Regions from separate parts of the Mustela lutreola genome. Here region 2 is linked to region 1. The links are chromatin contacts, called in public Hi-C maps. All regions are on one chromosome and are shown on one strand. Each heading gives the region's core, a stretch centred on a gene start, on an enhancer-like site or on the middle of the called end of the contact. The rest is flanking DNA. Distances are from core to core; before and after follow the strand shown.

Region 1 (3,240 bases), core at 218-2,717:
CTAGTCTGGGAATGAATGCAGAACAATTCTAGTTCTGCTCACTAAACCCCTCTTTCGGTCAATCCACAACATCATTCATCATGTCATCATGGTAATGAATTTAGACCTGAAAAACAACTTACTCAAATCTATCCTCAAAGACTAAGCACTCTTCAAATAACAAAAGGGCACAAAGGTAACTCGGTACTCAAAAATAAATAAGTAAGTAAATAAATAAATAAATAAAACAGACCCACAAAAAACAGGGAGGGAGTTTTCCCTGCTTCGAACTGCAGTAATTCTACAATCTTTCTAGATCTCATTCTATTGCTACAATCAGATTCCAACTCCCAATTGGTATGACTCTACATCATTTTCAAAAAGAATCTGGGTACTTGATACACACTGAATTACAGCCCACCCTAGCCAGCATGCTCTAGAATATACGACTAGAGTAGAACCCATTTTGGAATTTAAGGCCCTCTAACAAGTGGTCCCACTTTGTCTTTTCAGTCTTAAACCTTACTCCTTCCCATCAGAGATCTTTCCCTTCAGTCAGGATTCTAATCTGCCCAGAAATCCTCAAATGTGTTTCATTGGTCTACCCACTGTTTTCCTGTTCTCCCCTCCAAGCCCTCCCTCGACGAGGCTTTTCTTGGTCAATTCCACCTCTAGGTCACACTTTCCCCAAGCTTCCTCTCTAAACACCCTCACGAGTAGTACAAAAGCTGTGCAGACTACCAGAGATGCAAAGGCCTTCCATCTCCCCCAAAGCCGTTTTAGAGGCTCAGAAAGCCGCTCAGCAAATCTAAAACCTCCCCAGGCTGCCTAATTAGTAAACTCGATCCAGAGCCCATTAAAGCTAACTGAAGCTTGTTGCGCCTCAGTACCTCTGGGGAGATGATCTGTAAGGTCGAGAATGGAACCCCCTCCCAAGGCCAGCGAGCGGTACTAGAGGGCTGAGCAACACTCCAGAGGAGATGCGGCATCCGCAAAAAAAGGAGAAGGTGGCATAAAGGACTGAGGAGGAAAGACGAGGTCAAAGGAAGTTGCAGGAACGAGCCGAGGGGGCGTATTCACGGGAGAGGGACCTCCTGACACCTGCTTGAGATCCCCTCCTTCAAGGCCCTCACGCCCAAGTTGCCAACCCAGGGACAAAATTATCCAAGGTTCTCGGGTCTTCAGAGCGCTGCAGGAGGAGACGCGCGGGGACGCGCGGGGACGCGCGGGGCCTGGCGGAGGCCGGTGCCGTCAGTGGCCTCGCGCGCGGCGGGCCGGGCAGAGGGCGCGGGGACGACAAGGCCGCAGGCCCCACACTCACGGCGGCCACTCCCCTTCAGAGTCCGACTATGCTCCGGGGCTCAGCCCCACCACATTTCCCGGACCCTTCCCCACCTGTCCCCGCGGACGACACTCGGAGCTTCCGGAAACGTCACATCCGGCGCGCGCCCCGCCCCTCCCGCCGGTCTACCCATTGCACTCTCAAAAACGCAGGACCCAGGGCGGTGAGCTGGTGGGAGGGGTTAGAACCGCCACCTCCCCCCTGTCCCCCCTCCCGCGAAAAAAGACTGCCAATGAGGAGAGAGCTCGACAGCGGCCATCTTGGTAAAGGAAAAGCGACAAGGTAGAGGGACAGCGAGTAGTTAAAGTAGTTAAATGATCAAGCTAACTTCTATTTGTGGAATTAATTTGACTTTGGGTCGAGTTTCCTGCCAGATAGCCCCTATACCACACTTACACAAATCCACAAATCAACATTCAAGAAGGGATTGGTGATGCAAGTACCTGGCTGAACTAAGCAAGTTTTCTAAATTGGTGGAAAAAAAAAAAAAAACCAAACTCTTGAAAATTTCTGCTTGTTTGTGTCACTTCCTACGCAAAATTGATAGCCTGAGGTATTTGGCAATCGCTTCTATTGCTTAGAAAAAAACTTGAGACTAACTTTTGAATGTTAGAACTCCAATACAATTTATTAAAAATGAGTGTTTGGGGCCCCCTGGGTGGCTCAATGGGTTAAAGCCTCTGCCTTTAGCTCAGGTCGTGATCCCAGTGTTGTGGGATAGAGCCCCACATCCGGCTCTCTGCTCAGCAGGAAGCCAACTTCCTCCATTCTCTCTCTGCCTGCCTCTCTGCCTACTTGTGATCTCTGTGTGTCAAATGGATAAATAAAATCTCTTAAAAAATAAAATTTTTTTAAAAAAATGAGTGTTTGGCTTCTAAGGGCCACGTGCCACGCATTGGAGACCGAAACTGTATGATGCGGTTCCTGCCCCTGCAGACAGGACAGGCAGCTGTTTACACCAAGTACAAACAGTGGCATATTCTCTGTATGGGTGTGTGTATGTATGAATATCTTGCACAGCTGCTTTCCAAAAAGATCCTTCAAGCCTGCTATCTCCGTATCAGGAGATTTTGTATATCACCACTCTGATACTTTCTGCTCTCTGGGGACACTCTACCCACCAAACTTGGGGACCCTCCCTGTAAGTTCCTTAATGTGATGACATGACCTATCCTTCAAGGTCTTGCTTAAAGCCCCGGAACTGGTGTTACTTCTTCCACTAGATCAGGGTTCAGATCTCTAATTTTCTGACTCGCTGTTGTGGATCTGTCTTTGGAATTTCCCCAAAGTGATTCTATGTGGTCACTGGCTTTTGAGACTTACAGCTGAAAGCACTTAACAGAATGAGACTCTTTCTCTCCTACAAGCATAAATAGGCATATCATTGCAAGGATCCACTATCAATTCTCCTGGAACTCAGGCTGAAAACTCTGGCAAGACAGTTGTAATGGGGACCATGGGGGTCCTCAGAATTCTATTTCTCTACTGACTCTTTCCCTTCTGAAGGTATACATAGTGGGTAGAGCCTGAAGAAATTAAGCCACTGGGGGAGCTGGTCTTAGGGAAGGCATACAGTGCAATTGGAGTCCTGGCAGAAGTCAACACAGGACAAAATCCAACCCATCCAACTTCTCAGTAAACATTTGTTGAGCATCTACTACATGCCAATTGCTGTTCTAGGTGTTAAGGATACAGCTATGGACAAATCCAGCAGGTGGATATTGTTATTGTGCAAGTGCAGACAGAAGCAGAGCTGGTGGGGGAAAAAGAGGCACCTGCTTCCATTAAGCACAGATTCCAAAAAGTAGCTCTTGGCTTTGTAACATTTAACATAACAAGTTAACAGAATTTACAAACATGCTAGAAGTTAAGAGTATGAGGAGAAGTCTTTAAGAAGCTATGAATGGGAAACACATAAG
Region 2 (3,240 bases), core at 316-2,815, 280 kb before region 1:
AATTCGTCCAATACAAATCAGTGAGTTTAACGTGGGTGTCTTACAAGTAACAAACCCACTAACCAACTAAAATGACTTCAGTGCTTATTTCTGGCACCCTACAGTGTTCAACATCTGTCTCCCAACAACTTCTGGATCTACTTCATTTCTAAACGGGTGCTACGCACATGATTACAAAGATGGCAGCCGGTGGCAAAGGACCATTTCTCTTCCGGAGTGCCAGAGGAGTCTCTAGAGCAATTCTCACTGGGCCGGCTCAGATCATTGACCAACCCAAACCAATCGGTGCCTGCTGGGCCATGACCTGGGTCATGTGACCACTCTCAGGGGAGGAGAGGTCGACCTCCTCTGAACCTTGGTGGTATGAGGAGCCAAAGGTGGTTCACTACTACACAATGGGTAAAATATTTTTGGTAGTTTTAATTACTCCTGAGAAGAAAAATGAAAAGTTAGCAAATTATCCCTAATCCCACCAGCCATGATGTTTTAAGGAACGAAGCAAAAAAATATGAGAGAGGTTACTAGAGTAATCCAAAGGAGAAATTATGAGACCCAAAACAGAAGTCACTCAGTACTGGAATGAATAAGCATATATCTAGGTGATCACTATAAGGGCAACTGTAGGCCTGTCCCACGTGTGGACGAACATACTGAACATGGTGATGGCACAGGCCGGAATGCAATAGTGAGAACTGGGGAAGTCTGCAGGGCTTACCAGACTGCCAAAATATACAGCCTGAGAGAGAAAGGGCATGAGGCCTTGAGGTGTGTGTGAATCAGTCCAGAGGTGGGGGCAGGCTTACTGGATAATCGTACCTGTCCTCGAGCCGGCAGCTTCCACTACGTTCTCAGGACTCTACGGTCTGCGGCTCTGCTTCTCTGCAGGCACCTTAAACTCGGGCAAAACCCAAACCGAGTTTGTTGGCCCCTTTCACGACAAACCTCGCCCTCCTCCACCCATCGCACTGTCCACACCAGACACCTACCTCAGCCTCGCTGCCCAGTCCAGTCACTCTGTTCCCTTCCCCTCCCAAGTATCCAGAGCCACTCCTCCATCCCTGCTGTTCCAGCTGTCGCTGAGACCTCACACCTCACCCGGACCATCGCGGCAGCGCCAGAACTTCTGTCCTCATCTCCAGTGTCAGGCCCCCTACAGTCCCTCCTCTTCGCACGATCTTTCTAAAACGCAAATCTGAAAACGACTCCCCTGCTTTAAGTCCCTCCACGGCCCCCCTGTTCTGGAGGGAGAAACCCACACTCCCCAGTTTGGAAGCCAGGTTGCCGGCGGTGGGGATGGGAAGGGAGATGGCCTTCCTAGGGCGAGAGGGGCATTGGCCTGTGGGCAACTCGGATCGGAGGGCCGAGAACCCCGGGCGTCCCCCGGCTGGGCAAGAAGAGCCCCCCGGTGGAACGACCCCTGGAGGCTGGCGGAGCTCGGCGCGGACCCGGCGGGGCAGACGCGCGAGCTGGCGGAGCAGCAAGTTCCGAGGAGGCGCCCCCCGGGGCGAGGACCGGCCGGGAGCTGCAGCCGGGCAGCTCGCGACCTCCGGGCGGCAGGGGGCGGCCTCGCCCGCGGCGACGACGGCTTCCGGTCCCCGGCTCCGCGCCTCTCACGGGACGCGGCGACCTCGGGCGCCGGGCCGCGTCGGCCGGGCATGGCGGCGTGGAGCCCGGCCGTGGTGGCGCCGCTGCTCCGCGGGATACGCGGGGTGAGCGCGGGCGGGGCCGGGCTGTGGTTCCCGGGCGGGAGCTGCGGAGGGGCCGCGGGGCCGGTCGAGGCTGGAGGACAGGCTCGCGGAGAGCGCGGCGCCGGGCCTGGCGCCCTCCCCTTCCCGTCTCTCATTCATTCCTCGTGGGTTGGGTCCTTCCGTGGGCCCGGGCGGCGGGGCTCCGAGGAGTGTCAGGCTCTGGCGCGCGCTGGCGGAGCTGCCTGAGCCGGTGGAGGTGGGGAGGCGAGGGGAACAGACACGGAAACCGTTGGGATCCGGCGGGCGCGGAGAGAGCGATGTGGACGCACCGAGCCGGAGACCCGGCAGCCCCAGCTCGCAGTCCTGGCGTGCCTGCCGGAGAGTGCGAGGGTCTGGGCTTTGGGCAAGTCCTCCCAGCCTCTGGGACCTTAACCCTCTCCAAGCCCCACACGCCCTGACTAAAAGCCCAGCAGAGGGCACTCGCCACGCGCTCTCCGAACTTTCTCTCCTTCCTGCCTCCGCGAAGTATGAAGAGGGGGTGACTCTCCGCGCGGACAGTCGGGGCTCTGGGGATTTTGTCAGTACATTGCTCGTGTAAAGGCCGCTGCCTGCAGATCAGCTAAACGGAGGAAAGACCTCCCAAGGAATCAGTAATGTCAAGTCCCCTCAGCCCTTAGCGATTACTGCTTCTGCCTGCCACCTGGTTACCCTCTGCCCTTGCCCCTCCAAGGCTCTGTCCTCAGAAGAGGCTCCATCTTTCCCCCTCCTCCAGCCCAGTCTTAGGCCCACAACATCAAGTTTCTGTCCCTCCGTCTCACTCCAGACCATTTTTCTGACCTGCCTTTCAGCTGCCTGCTGGAACGGCGACTTCTTTGTAGGTGCGAGCAGTCATGCCCTGCGTGCTGTGCTCGTTCTGCTTGTTCATTTGTTCATTCGTTCAGCCATCCATCACCCAAGTCTCCCGGAGGGCCTGTCCCGGCCCAGCTTTGGAAGGCTGCAGTAACAGGGTAGAGTCAGTCTTGGCCTTTGAAACTAGCTGGTGAAAGAGCCAGTGCACAGATCATTTTAAAGAAGGTGCTTCAGGGGGCACAGGTGGCTTGGTCAGGTGTCCAACTCTTGGTTTCAGCTCGTTTCTTGAACTCAGGGTGGTGAGTTCAAGCCCTGCGTTGGGCTCCACACCGGGTGTGGAGCCTACTTAAAAAAGAAGAAGGTGCTTTGACAGTTTCTACCACAGGACCCTGCTCTAGGCCTTCAGGAACAGCCTGAGGACAAGTGGGACTAAAGGCTGAAGGGGTGGTACGTTCAGCACCAGCACAGATGAACAGCACTCCTGCATCCCACCTGCCATCCCCCTCCAGTCCCTGTGTACTCTGTTTGTAATAACACCTCTCATCTGGGCTAACTTCAAAAGGCACTGTTTTGTGCAGGTGACTTTGGCACCAAGAGGCCTAATAAACTCCAAAATCTTCAGCTGGACATTCAAGGCCTGCCAAGCTCTCTTGTCAGTCTCCCTTTCAGCATGTGCTTAGCCCAGTCAAAGGGCTGCAGATCT

Evidence for each region. A called contact is a pair of places that touch in the nucleus more often than the background predicts.
Region 2: a Hi-C map of an unstated tissue shows a contact between it and region 1, with 9 times the contacts expected there. The contact joins the promoter of BOLA3 here to the promoter of STAMBP in region 1. A contact is called at or near these places in 2 of 2 Hi-C or Micro-C datasets (blood and an unstated tissue).

What each region holds. Positions count from the first base shown.
Region 1 is chr9:95,588,688-95,591,927 of mMusLut2.pri, reverse strand. STAMBP (STAM binding protein) reads right to left here and starts at 1,467. Exons shown (of 10, transcript XM_059188074.1): 1 at 1,375-1,467.
Region 2 is chr9:95,865,982-95,869,221 of mMusLut2.pri, reverse strand. It overlaps BOLA3 (bolA family member 3), which reads left to right and starts at 1,565. Exons shown (of 4, transcript XM_059188087.1): 1 at 1,565-1,709. The coding sequence starts at 1,656.